Regions from separate parts of the Mus musculus genome. Here region 2 is linked to region 1. Evidence: chromatin contacts called from public HiChIP or PLAC-seq data. All regions are on one chromosome and are shown on one strand. Each heading gives the region's core, a stretch centred on a gene start, on an enhancer-like site or on the middle of the called end of the contact. The rest is flanking DNA. Distances are from core to core; before and after follow the strand shown.

Region 1 (6,782 bases), core at 1,173-3,672:
AGCTGGCACTCAAACGTGCCCAGGGGGCGGGGCTCTGTCTCAGATGCCATCTGCAAGATCAAGAGATAGGGGTGTCACCATCAGAACCGAAGAACCACTGCACTTTTTCTCTCTGACTGCTGTTCATCGCTCACTCACCTAAGCGTGAGCCTACCTAACTGGGAAGCGCAAGCTCGGAGCAGGTAACACCTGGTCAGTGTGGCCTGGGATTGCTAAGTGCACAGGAATGACTGTGCCCAGCCTGGGCTACAGTGACATGAGAGTATGATTTTACATCCCCACAGACTTAAACTAGATTTTATTTGGGAAGAGGGTGGTGCATTCATGAAATTCATGAATCGGTCAGAAGACAATTTGCAGAAATTCTTTCGTTCTACAATGTAGGTCCTGGGGATTAATCTTGGGTCATCAGCTTTAAAATGTCTTTAACCCCTGAGCCATCCTGCTAGCCATACTTTTTAATTATATAAATATATATGATTTATTTATATTATTGTTTAATATATAATTATAATAAATATATTATTGTATTAATAATATTTATTATTATAAATAAGTACATTATAGCTGTCTTCAGACACACCAGAAGAGGGCATCAGATCTCATTATGGATGGCTGTGAACCACCATGTGGTTGCTGGGATTTGAACTCAGGACCTTCAGAAGAGCAGTCAGTGCTCTTACCTGCTGAGCCGTCTCTCCAGCCCTTTAATTATATTTTTATTGACTGATTTTGCATAGGTATGCAATGTGCCACACTACCAACGTGGAGTCAGTTCTCACCTTTCACCGTGTGGGATCTGAGATCAAATTCAGGTCAGGCTTGGCAGCAGTCACCTCTACCTGTCAGACCATCTCACCAGCCCCATTTTGGATAATTTCTATAGACTACCTTCAAGTTCAGTGGCTTCAGTCACATCAGCTGGCAGGCCCCTTGAAGGCATTCTTCCTGTTTTTCCCACTACTATTTATCTGCTGAAATCACCATCCATATATGCATGGTATATACATCTTCTCCACTAGCACATTCAACATCTTAACTGTGCTTGCTTTAAACGCCCCCCATCTGATAGGTCTATCTAACATCTCCACTGTGTGTGGCTCTGTGCCTATTTTGGTCCTTGGCAGCAAAGCTGTTTCTTTGCTCTTCCTTGTGGTCTCAATCTGAGTTATAAACTGGGGTTTGTTGGTAAGGTGGTAAAGGTAAAGGCAGCATTGTGGACACGTATGCTTGGCTTGTGCTGCTTGGTGCTGAATCAACCCAGTAAGTGAAGTGGGTTTGCCTTTCCTGTTCTTCTGCTACACTGGCTACGCATTTACTTGTGCTTAGGTGTACTGGCCTCTCTGATACTATTTAAGGACAGATTCACGTGCCTCCTGCCGCCTCCCTTCACTGGACGCAAGAATCTGCTCTTGCCATAGAGCATACTTTCCTGCCCTACCAAAGTTAGTCTGAAACTTTGGTCCCCTTGAAAGATCCAGGCAGATGAATTTATACAGCAATCACAGCCTTTCCCAGGTCAGTTTACAGGAAAGTTATAAAGACTTCAGTTCTGTCCTTCGTCTTACCCATCAGCACCCAGGGCATGCTGGAAAAAAGCCCACGGTGGGTGTTTCTATTGGCTCACCAGGAGGTTGGGGTGGGGAGGTGTATCCTAGTCCACTTGATAAGGCTGCATTCTTAACTGTTTGATGGCACTTCTATATTCAAGGCCTTGGAGGCCCCGCCTCTCCGTAAATTGCTGGGTCAGTGGTCTGATGGCAACAGCAGCTGTCTGATGAGTTCGAGAAAACGCGATTCTTGGATTTGTATCGAGCTGTATCGGAATTCCTACTAGCCTTTCAAAGTTCCCATCCCCAGCTCCAGCCCCAGCTGCGCGCCCGCCTCTAACCCTTTGCGTCCTACAGAACCGAGCTTTGGAGCCAGAAAGGAGCATATGTGCGCCTTGGAAACTGACAGATGTCCCGACTGACGTCTAAAACGGAAATTCTATTTTGGGTGTGCGCGAACCTAGCTAGTGGTATCTTAATTCGCACGTCACAGGCCCTCGCCGAGGCTGCTGGGCGCGCTGCCCTTGCAGCAGGTGACAGTCAGGAGACAGTCCCAGGATAGTGGGACTCCGCCAGAGCCTCCTCCTCCCGCTCTGAGTCTCCCCAGGTCAACAGGGCTCCGCCTGGCGACCATATACACCACGGTCCGAGCCACCCGCGCACAGCCCTCCCCGTGCTGGGTGTCTAACGCCTCCCCCACCCCCACCCCTCGGCTTCCAGAGGCACCGAGGACAGATCCAGCGAGCCGGAACACAGAGGGGACATTTCCAGCTAGCCACGCGCGTTCCTGCAGCACACTGCCCCGCAAACTCACCACCTCCCCTCCGGGACCCCCAGAGCGCCTGCGTGGCCCGCCCACAGTACTAGTTCCGCCTCACTGCGCCTGCGCGGCTCCGCCCTAGCTCCTCTGAGGCTCCGCCCTCGATCCATGGCATTTGTGCAGCCCAATCTCATCACCCGCTGAAGCTCCGCCACACTACCGGTTTCCCCCGGTTTGCCTCATGGCGCCTAAGCAACTCCACTCTGTCCCAGCCTCCTTAAGCAAGAAAAGCCAAAAGAGCGTCCTTGCCGGGGTAGAGCTTTACTGTCGCTTCCGTTTCCGCTGCTAGCTTATAGTGATTGTGGGTCGCGGCTGGAGAGCTCTCTGGGCTTCAGAAAAAAAAAACATATTCTACCTAAATCTTGCCTGGTGCACCAATGAATGTACTGGGGTTATTTTCTGGGAGAAGGGACTCAGGCAACTGCAACGTTGAAAAGTCTACCCAGTGGGAGTGATGGCCTACGAGCTGTCTCTGGGACTTTGCACGATTTGGAAGTAGTTCCACCTATCTCCTGCAGCAGTTGCTCACGGTTTTGGGAAAGGGGCTTTATGGATATTCTTAACTTAGTTAAGTTTAGTGAGCTTTCTGATTCTTGTACGTCCTGATCTGCCTCCAGGAGGGAATGTTTCCATCTACAAGAAAAGCCTATATAACACTTAACTTCTTCTTGTGACTCTTATTTACCCCTCCTGGCTAATGTTCCCTGAACCTTGGAAGGAGTTACATAGAAATCTAATTCTTTTCTTACATTCTGGCTGGGCATTGGACCACTATGCCATGGGGGTAGGCATTGGTTCACAGTTATTTAACTGGTTTTGAGTCTCCTCAGTAACTACCACAGTTTGTCAAGATGAAATTTCCTCCACACCTGAGGCAGATAGCAGCAGTAATCTATGGGTAAGAAATACAAGTATTTAGAAGGAATGTCTGTTCATTTAACAAAACAATTACAGTACTGTCCCCACTGGAGCCTATGACCACCAGCCACAAGTTTTTGCACAGGTTTATAAGGCCAAACATAGGTTCCCTCCTGTGAAGCCTCAAATCCAACCAGAAAGTGTTGTCAACATCAGTACTGGCTTACCACTATTGCACCAGGAGACATACTTTGCCTGGCACAGTGACATAATAGAATCCATAACTAAGTAGGATCCTTGGCAATAATTCTCCCTCAGCAGCCTGGACTCCCTCAGCAGTTTTAGCCTGACTTCTCCATATCCTGCAATATATAAGTATTTTCATTTAATTTTGGCATGCAGACAACAATAGTGGAAATTGCCTTTCTAGTTTCTGGGACTTAAAGGGTTTTCTTAGCTAGCAACTCATAGGGACATAGCCTGCCTTTAACGGTGTGGGCTTTCTTTTCTTTTCTTCTTTCTTTCTTTCTTTCTTTCTTTCTTTCTTTCTCTCTCTCTTTCTCTCTTTCTTCCTTCCTTTCTCTCTTCCTTTCTTTTAGATTTGTTTGTTTGTTATATGAGTACACTGTCACTTGCTTCACACACATCAGAAGAGGGCATCAGATCCCATTATAGATGATTGTGAGCCACCATGTAGTTGCTGGGAATTCAGCTCAGGAACCCTGGTGCTCTTTAATGTCTGAGCCATCTCTCCAGCCCCCCTGGGGGGAATTTCCTTTCAACAGTCTTACAGCTTCTGGGAATGTTTTTCCACCCACTCAAGATCCACTCCTTACTCCTTAAGATGTTGTCTTAGAGTTCTTCCAGATGCATCTATCTCCAAATCTCCCAGACAGTGGCAAGCACTGTATCAAATAGGGAATAAAACCCTCTTACAGAAGAGGGGCAGAATCTCCGTGTGCCCACTACTGTCTGATCCAAGCAAGTGCCAGATGAGCTTGCGATTTGAGCAGCAAGAGGGATTCTATAACGAAGCCATTAGCAGAGTTCAGCACAACACAAAACAGCTGGACTACTGAGTGCTCAGCTCTCAGTGGGACATCCTTATCATCCCCACCCCCAGTGGGGCTCAAGGAACCTCTCAGCAGAACGGGTGGGGCGTTTATACAGTGCCGTGTTCTGGGAGTGTCATGGCCGTTGGCCTCATGAGTTCACTGCAGCTGTGGTTACTTATACAAACGTACATAAGACCAAGCCGGGTAACATTACAGCATGGATGGGGAGGGACCATTGGAGGAGTTATTGGGGATTGATGGCTATTCGGGAAGGAGGAATCATTTCTTTGGGGGTATGGCCACTGGTAAGTTGGTCATGGGTCCTAAACCCATATACTTCTAGGACAGACTCTGGACGAAGAAGGAGAGGGTGTTGCCAGCATGAACGTGGGAAGAGGAAGTGTTGGGGAAATGCAGGAGGAGTGGGTAGATTCCAGATATATTTTATACTTGTATGCAGTTGTCCAAGAACAAAGTTTAAAATAAAGCTGAGTATGGTGATGCAAGCCTTTAATCCCAGCCATCGGGGGAAGCAGAGGCAGACAAGTCTCCGTGAGTTCAAGACTACCCTGGTCTACATAGCGAGCTCCAAACCAACCAGAGCTACATAGTGAGGTCCTGTTTCAAAAAAAAGAAAGAAAGAAAGGAAGAAAGAGAGAGAGAGAGAGAGAGAGAGAGAGAGAGAGAAAGGAAGGAAGGAAGGAAGGAAGGAAGGAAAGAAAGAAAGAAAGAAAGAAAGAAAGAAAGAAAGAAAGAAAGAAAGAAAGAAAGAAAGAAAGAAAAGTATATAATGTTATTCAGGTGAGTCTTAAAAGCCTATCCAAGAGCCAGGTGGTGGTGGTACATGTCTTTGGTTCTCAGCATTCAGTAGGCAGAGATAGGCAGATCTCTATGAGTTAGAGGCCAGCCTGGTCTACAGAGCAAGTCTGGTCCCACGACATCCAGGAATACACAAAGAGAAATCCTGTCTCAAAACAAACAAATAAAAATAAATCTCTTGTTTGTTTTTTTTTTTAAAAAAAAAAAAAGGTTATTGGAGGAGGCTGATAACCTTCCATGTTGAAGGCAGCCACAAATATGTCTTTGATCCCTGACACAGAAATCACTGCACAGGCCATAGAAGAAATCTCAAATTTAATTCATATAAAACTTAAAAGTGGCGTCAACATCAAGGCACGTGCTTCTGAGTAACAAGGTAACAACTGTCAGCCCTTGTTCTTCTACGCCCTGAGGGAGTTAAAGTGGGACAGGACGCTTCAGGTCCTTGTCCCCTGCTCTCTCGTCTCTGCATTCTCAAACTCTTAAAGCAAGCTCTGGAACTCCCCCACAGGATCCCCTCTAGCCCTGGCCTGCAGGAGGACTTGAAGAGACGCTTCCCAGGCATGGTCTGCAGAGGAGACTTCCAGGGAGGCTGACCAGTCTGTTTCTGTTTAGAGGCTGCTGGGCTGTGGCTTAATCCATGATGGGACCTGGCCAGCTCTTTCCCTTGAAGCTGGGTCTCAAAGTGAGCGGCTGCCACTCTTCCCCACTGCTGCAAGCTCCCACAAAAGGAGCTCTGCCTCTGGACCAGGAGTCGCAGAATCCCATCCAGAGAGAGTCCCACCTTGCCATCCACTTCTCTCCCCTGATTTGCCTCTCTGTTCATGTTCTTGTTCCCAAGAGCAGGGCCCAGCGTGGGGATACTTCAGATGTGGAGGTGAGCTTGACTGAGCCATCAGGCACTCTTTAGTCCCCTTGAGAAACATAAGTCATGTTTGGGACACTCTTTGCTTGTGGCCCTCCTGACCGTCATTAATCAGACAACAAGGTAAATCATTTTCTTCCCGTTGATATTTCTGGCCTTCAGTCCCAGGAACCGGCGAGTATTCTTCTCCGGCTGCCCATAGAGCATGTCGACGAAGAAGTTGGATTGGTCTTTGTCTCTAGATCGGGTGGTGAGAAAGTCAAACCCAGATTTTAGCCTGTTGCACAGATAGGTTACAGCCTCGGCCTCATCAGACGGCTCCTCGTACACAGGCTGCTTCATCTCATCATAGGCAGACAGAATCACTGCCTGAAACAAGTTGATGAAGATACAGATCATCACCAACATGAAAGACGACAGAAACAGGACCCCGAGAACCTTGTTGCCGGAAAATTCTGTGTTCTGAAAGGCTGACACGCAGTAGGAGAAGATGGTTTGGGTGGCGTGAATCATATTGCTGTAATTCCATTCATGCTGACCGAACACCAAGTACCCAAAAGCTACGTACATGAAGGAATATATAGACACCACCAAAGCCGTGTGGCAGATGCCAGGAAGGGCAGCCTGGATGGCCTTCTGAGCCAGGCGCACATTATAGAAGAACCTGGAATATCTGAGTGTCTTCAGTATGGTCAGAAACAACAGGAAAGCCAAGATGATTCTCATGAAGTGGTCAACCCGAGAAACGGCATGGAAGGGAATGAAGGCTTCGGGGTCAGCAAGGTAAAGCTGGACCATTTTGGTGGCCAGGAAGT
Region 2 (6,782 bases), core at 1,116-3,615, 270 kb after region 1:
CCTGGCTTGTCCCTCACCCTCACCCAGTGCTAGCTTTTGTGTTTGGTTGTATATGAAGAGACACGGACAAACGTCTATCCATCCCCGATAGTGCCCGGATAGTAAACCAGAGAAATGATTGCACACAGGTCTAGCGTAGCGTAGCGAACCAGTGAATCTACTGGGGGGGGGGGGTCCTTACAGAAGGCTCAAAGCCATCTACATCACTGAAAAGCCCACCTCAGCCATGGTGATGACTCAGAACAAAAGCTACCGCGCTGGGAGCTCCCTGCGCGGCACAGACAGCTCGGCCAGCTGGAAAAGTCTCCACTCCTCCGAAAGGGTTGCTTTTCTGGGCCTCGCGTGTGAAGCCTTTTGACTTTTGACCTCTGTGAGTAAGTTTGAGTAGCTTCAGGGACCTCCCTCCACCCTGTAGGAGGGAGTGCTTCAGATTCATCACATACCCGGGGAGTTCCATGCTGTGAAGCCACTGGGTCCAGTTTCCCTGTTAGTGGTGCCCTGGGGACATGGAAGAGCCTATGCAGGGGTCTGGGAATGAGACCTGGAGTCTCTGCGCGGTAGCACTTGATCCGGTGTCCTTATGGGCCTCCTTGGTTATAAGGTGCCCGACAGACATGCTTGCCGCCATGAGTAGAAGAGTCAGCTGATCTGTGAGAAGGCACTGGTCGATCCTAGGTAGACTTGCCTCTGATTGAACTCTTAAGTGACTGTCCTGTTTGGGGCTGATGTGGACCTTATGACATCTTCTGTACTGTGTGCTTGGCTGGGAGGACAAGGGACAGCCCTGGCCACTGCCGGGCACTGTGACTGTTCCACAGCTGGCTTTCCTCCCTATGCCTATAGCTGATGATGGTCTTGTAGGTTCTCTTGCCTCTCAGGTGGGATACGAGGGTGAGCGGCAGCGTGTGAGTTCTTACTGGATTCCTCTGTCTCCGTGTGGCCTGTGTTTGTGTGGTTCACACCTGGCCCTGCTCCTTTCTTAACGGGTGTAATGTGTTCCCTGGGCCTCCGAAAGCTGAGCCCTAGTGCTGGTCATGGGGCTGAGGTTCTTGCCGGCCTGTCCAACCATTTAATGGGTCAGTAACTCCCAGGACTCTTGTGGGAGTTCTTTCTCTTCACAGATGCATTGATCTAGGATGGAAGGTATGTATAGCTACCTGTTTCCGCTGGGTTTTGTAAATGCTTGTTGGCACACAACCATGCCTGTTGGCATTGTGTCAGGCAGTTGGACAGGGACTAGATGGCCCCCATCCCACGTGGCCAACGGGCTTCCCGTAGCACCATCTGCGGAGCCCTGTCCCCGCAGCAGGCTGCATGCTTTCAGATCAAGGATGGTGCCACATTGTGCTTTCTGGAATGTGGGCCGGGGCCATGGCAGGGAGACAGGTTGTATCCGGGAACTGCAGAGGGCTTCTCCTTGCCAATGTCCCATGGGTTCCATGCGTCCTGGCTGCTCTGAGGATGGCTGGAGCTGGGGAAAGGGTGCTTTGCCAGTGAGGAGTTCTTGCGTGGGTTTCTCGTTGCTGAGCAGTCACTTATGTAATAGAGGGTTTTGCTCAGTTACCTGCTGGAATACAGGGTTTTCCCTGCAAGCTTCGTTTTCTTAAATGAAGCTGTGTGTGGCTACTCTGTTAGATTCCCCACTCAGTCTCAAAGGCAGAGGGTCCTGCGGGCTAAATTACACTGTGAAGGACGGCTGGGCTCGGAGCTCTGGAGTATGTTGGAATCAATGTGTATTGCTGCTGTCTTACCTCTTACCCTGCCTGCCTTCCCAGGCCTCATTTTCCCCCAACTATCAGTCAGATCAGCAGTAGCAACCCTCAGTGGTGACCGGAACTAAGGGAGACCTGGTATGTGTTGCGGGTAGGATGGGGATGGGTGGTTGCAGAGCTTGTTCCATTTCTCATCGATTAAGAAAGGGGCCAACAAATGAGGTGGTGGCCTGCTGGCTTGAGGATAGAAGTCCTGGAGTGACTCTGCTTGTCAACAACATTCCAACCGTGACTGCTTTGCTGACATTGCCAGTGAGGGTTGTGGTCACCGCAGGTCCGAGGAAGGAGGTTCTCTCTGTTTCAGGAACTGTAGGGGCCTGGGGGAGGTGCTGGGATCTCTAAGTGTGCTGTAGTCATGGTGCATCTGTCTGGGGTTCTGTGGAGTGAGCCTGGACAGAGGCCAGGTCACCTGGAGATGGCCTTCATGTGGGCAGGGATTGAATATATTCGAGGCAGCCAGGACTGGTTGGCTCTAGGAACTCACTTCAGCCTTAAACCTGAAGAGCTACTGAGGGACCCGGTGACAGAGTGCAGAGGGTTTCCTGCAGGAGGGGACAAAGACCTTGGTGGCTTGTGGCTGGCTGGAGAAGCTTTGCTTCCTTAAAATGGCCCCCTGCTCCCTGCCCTCAAACACAGTTATACTTTGAGTGTCAGAATCCCTCTGTCCTGATGCCTGGTCTGTGTCTCCTCCCCTCCCCCCTACCAAGGCTGCTCGGAAGCTCCTGGAGACACTTAGTATAGTCTCAGAACCACCTCTTCTCTCTTCCATCCCCTGCTAGATGGGAGGGCCACCGTAGTGCCCAGTGGCTTTGTGACGGAGATTTACGGGGGGAGCTAAAGATACTTGTGTCTCCTCCTGGAAAGTAGATCTTTGTCTTTGCTACTTACTGTCCCTACTGGTGCTGGGGTCCTTCTGGTGCTGGGTCAGGTCACCCTCTACAGCCATGTAAGTTAGGGACTCACTATATCTTCTAGCAGAAGAACCGAGGGCATGGGGAAGTCGTGTGACTGAAATCACACAGCCAAGGTTGCGGGCTTCAGGCTGTCCCTGCCACCTCACCACATGGCTGGGGCCAATCCAGTAGAAGGTGATCAAACCTAGCTTCTGTTTGCCCACTGCTAGGGGATTTGCAGACGTGGCCCTGTCCCTACATTGGTACTGGAGGCACAGGATGGTAAGATTCATCCCTGATCCTCAAGAAGCAGCATAAGCATAATTCTGTCTTAGCCACTTTTTATTTTCTGTGACAAACGCCATGATCAAAGGAACTCATGAAAGAAAACATTGTATTTGGAGCTCCTGGTTTTAGAGGGTTGGTTCATGAGCATCATGGTGGGGGAACATGGCAGCTGGCAGGCAGGATGGCCTTGAAGCAGGAGCTGAGAGCGTACGTCTTGATCCTAGGTAGTGAGAGCTAACTGTGAATAGTGTGCTTGTGTGTGTGTGTGTTGTTTTGTTTTAGGTGTTTTGTTTTTTTTGAGACAGGGTCTCACTATGTAGCTCTGTCTGTCCTGGAACTCAGTATGTAAACCAGGCTGGCTTCGAACTCACAGAGATCCCAAGTGCTGGGATAAAAGGCATGCACCACCACCTCTACATGTTACGGGCTTTTGAAATCTCAACCCCTGCCCACAGTGACGCATCTCCTACAACACAGCCAGCTTAACATTCAGGGCCCCCAGTTGCCCAGGTTACAGGACCATGGTGTGGACCTAGGGTGCAGGAGGTGGCTCCCAGGTGCCCCTAGAGCTTTGGCAGACCTGGACACTCTCAGGTCTGAGCCAACATCCCAGACCTGGTACTGCAGAGACAGTGGCCAGAGGGGAGCGTACAGACAGGATTTTTGGTAATACCTTAGGCCCTGGGGATGCTTATTGGTCTAGGGAGATGGGTTGGTTGGTAGCTTTGTATGTGTGTGTGTGTGTGTGTGTGTGTGTGTGTGTGTGTGTGTGTGTTAGGGTGCTTGTGTCTGCCACTGCAGGGGCAGTCAGCAAGCTGGAGGTAGGGTTGGGATATGGATTAGAACCTGCGTCTCCTGCTCTTTACCCCATTCATCATGCAAAGCCTCGGAATCCACTGACGCTCCAACCCCTCCCTTCCAGCTGCTGCACGGCTTTTCTTGAAGAGACATAGACGAATAGCTGCTCACACCAGATAGGCCACCAACAACACATCAGAATAACAATTCCACCAAAGTCCAATCTGGTGAACCGATGCGTTTATTGGTCTTACTTGGAGAGTGTGGGGGAGGGGCGCTGCCTGCAAGGGTATGTGGGTGACCTCCAAGGGAACATGTCACCAAAAAGTACCCGTGAGCCAGAAGCTTGAATACAAGCAGAGGCATTTTGTGCTTGGTCTTATCATTGCTTTAATTTTCTGTGTATGAGTGTTTTTACCTGTATAGATATCCATTCACCCTGTCCCTGCAGTGCCTCTAGAAGCCAGAAGAGGGCGTTCGATCCTCCCAGGACTGCAGTTACAGTGTGGGTGTTAGGAATTGAACCCAGCATAGATGGATGGCTGTTTCTCCATGGCTGCATAAAAGGAGTTTTCCTCTCAGTTAAGCATCCTTACTTTGTATACGCGGCCACAGACTACAGGATCACGTGCTGCTTGGGCAGAATCACTTACAGCTAGAGATGTGTGCAGAGAGGGTCACTCAAGTGACCCTCTCCACCTTCTTCTGAGAGGGAAGGTGAGCGAAGGGTCTCTTGCAAGTCCTCCCAGCCACTCTGCTGAAGATGATAATGAAGGCTCCACCCAGGGGATAGAGTTTCACAACATCTTCTGATGTGGCCGCCTGACCATGGGAAGGCTAACCCCCTTCATGTCCTTGAGGCTTAGGGGCCACCTTCCCAAGAAGACGGCTTTGGCCAAGGGCCAGGCAGCTCAGTTTTGCTTGGCAGCTGGGGACCCGTGGGATTGTGAGGCAGGAGCAGGGGTTAACGTCCAGTGGGAAAGAGGATGTGGCTTATCTGGGGATCTGTGGGAGAGCTACCCGATGAGGAGGGCTGAAGACCGAAGCTGTGTTTCAGCTTGTGGGTCGTGGGTTACAGGCTGGTGTGTCTCCTAAGTCCAACTTTGAATTCAAAGGGGAGTTTTCGGCTGAGGGAAGGTGAGCCAGTGCTATCCCTGGGCCCAGGGCTAAGGCTGGCAGCCGCTTTGATTTTTTTTATTTTTTTAAGTCTTGAGCTTAGAAAGGGAAATAAAGCCCTTTGTGGTTCCCAAGTCCGGGGTTTCTCACACACTGACTCCTTTGTGTGTCTGGGAGCCATTCAGCTGGCTTTCCAGCGCTGTGTGCGGTGGCACTCCAGGGCACATTTGCAGAAAGGGGCTGGGAGACTGGCAGCAGGCCACCTGAGCTGGGGGAGCCTGGAGAGCAGAGAGCACCCACTGTCCTGCCCTGCTAGGGCCTGCAGATCCCGGATCCTCAAAACCTGGGTAGCCGGCACCACCCACTCGGAGCCTTTGGTGCCACACCAGCTCTGAGCCTGACAGTCACTGTGTCCTTGAAACGTGCCCCTGACCAGTTGTAGCTGGGAGTGTGTTTAAGCAAGCCTCCTTCCAGACAGAGGTACAGTGATGGTCCAACCGACCTCACGGCTGATGGCATGGTGGATCGCACTCATCTGCGTGTCTGTCCCTGCCTCGAGGGAGTCTATGACTTACTGGGGGGCACTGAGTTCCTGGTGACACCTGCTTATATGGCGCAGTCTTGATCCGGAGAGAGAAACACACTCCCCTCCATGTTAGTTGGTCAAGGCAGCAGAGCCTGGGATAGCCCAGGGAGATGTCTGAGGAGGAGCGCAGCGCCCACGTGAGGACCCAGTGGCACCAAGGGAACCAGCAAAGGAATTGTCCCCTCTCAGGAAGGGCCACCACACAGACCTTGACAGCACAAGGGGGAAAGATGTGAGGTAGCTACAGAGAGTTCTGGTGGGGGTGGGGCAGGGTGCTGGGGGTGTACAGGGCTCCCGTGGATGCAGGCAAAGGACCTGCTGTGGGCATAGCAGCCAGGCTACAGACTGGTGAGTCACTTCTTTCCATGGCCTGGGGACAGTGGTCAGTTGGACACGGGGAGGCCTGGAGAAGTCCGTGGAGGAGATTTTATATATATATATATATACATACATACATATATATATATATATATACACAGCTGCAATCAAGGCTGCAGGCAAGGCTCAAACACAGTGTTGGCTTGGTGGGCGATGCCCCGCTTTCATCATGGAGGCCCAGCCCTGGAGGGTGGGGAGCCCCAGGCGGCCTTGGCCCAGGCATCCTCCTCTATAAATCAGGTTGTATGGAGTTGAACAGTGTCCTCCGAGTTCATGTTCATCTGCAAATAGGGTTTTTGTACCTCTTGTTGACATGTGGTCACCCTGGGGAGGGTTCCAGCCGGCAGGGGATGCTTACATGGGTGTGGCAGATGTAGGTGTCTGGGGCATGTTTGCTGGCAAAGTCAGAAGCTAACTCTGGTAGCTTAGGTTTTGGTCCTTCCCCTCTGAAGCTTGAAGAGTTCACCTTTTTAAGGGTCCTAGGGGAGACCCAAAGGAGAACAGTGGGGCTGGGAGGAGGCCTCCTGGTTCCCCTTACTTGGGGGGAAATCTACATATCCTGGTTTTCCCTTCAGTGCCCGTGTGAACAGCTCAACAGGACCCTGTGTGCGAAGCTGGGCAGGAGGCGGGGAGCCTGAACGCCCGTGGTAGTCGGCCTCCCATGCTCCCATTCAGGTCGGGGCAGGCTTGATGCTGGGCTGCCTTTGTTCCCTCTTCTCATTTGCTTGCTGAAGCTTAATGGGGAAGCTGGCCCTGGTTCCGAGGAGCTGCAGAATCTTAGACAGGGGAAGCCTCTTGAGGGAACCCTCGGAGAGCCAAGAGCTCCACGTAAAAGCATGCTTACTACTCAGCTCAGCCTGTAGGTAGCCTGTGCCCACCCGGGGGCATGTGCTCCGGCATCCGGGTGCCCATTGCCTCGGCATCTTGGCAGTCCCCCCACCTTCCTTGTTC

What was found. HiChIP or PLAC-seq counts read pairs in DNA pulled down with a chosen protein or histone mark.
Region 2: a contact with region 1 is called in an HNF4G HiChIP or PLAC-seq map of pancreatic cancer cells. The contact joins the enhancer-like site here to the promoter of Cdpf1 in region 1. A contact is called at or near these places in 5 of 39 promoter capture datasets (the C10 cell line, cranial neural crest, hematopoietic stem and progenitor cells and 2 more), 1 of 484 Hi-C or Micro-C datasets (nephron progenitors), 2 of 115 datasets of contacts at active chromatin or transcription factors (double positive thymocytes and pancreatic cancer cells) and 3 of 9 other capture datasets (adipose tissue, liver and pancreatic islet).

The regions. Positions count from the first base shown.
Region 1 is chr15:85,809,275-85,816,056 of GRCm38.p6, forward strand. Cdpf1 (cysteine rich, DPF motif domain containing 1) reads right to left here and starts at 2,423. Exons shown (of 5, transcript NM_197998.2): 1 at 2,365-2,423; 2 at 1,628-1,774; 3 at 1-50. The coding sequence starts at 50. Pkdrej (polycystin (PKD) family receptor for egg jelly) reads right to left here. Exons shown (of 1, transcript NM_011105.2): 1 at 5,402-6,782. The coding sequence ends at 6,079.
Region 2 is chr15:86,081,391-86,088,172 of GRCm38.p6, forward strand. The region is part of intron 1 of Gramd4 (GRAM domain containing 4); the gene reads left to right. It overlaps Gm15722 (a long non-coding RNA gene), which reads right to left. Exons shown (of 2, transcript XR_875535.3): 2 at 3,975-6,782. Among named protein-coding and RNA genes, the nearest start is that of Gm15722, 6.5 kb to the right of the region's middle. Within about 2 kb of position 2,366, at least 58 of the 459 cell types and tissues checked have an H3K27ac peak or open chromatin away from gene starts, as enhancers often do. A contact at or near this core is called in hematopoietic stem and progenitor cells and pancreatic cancer cells, where this site is marked.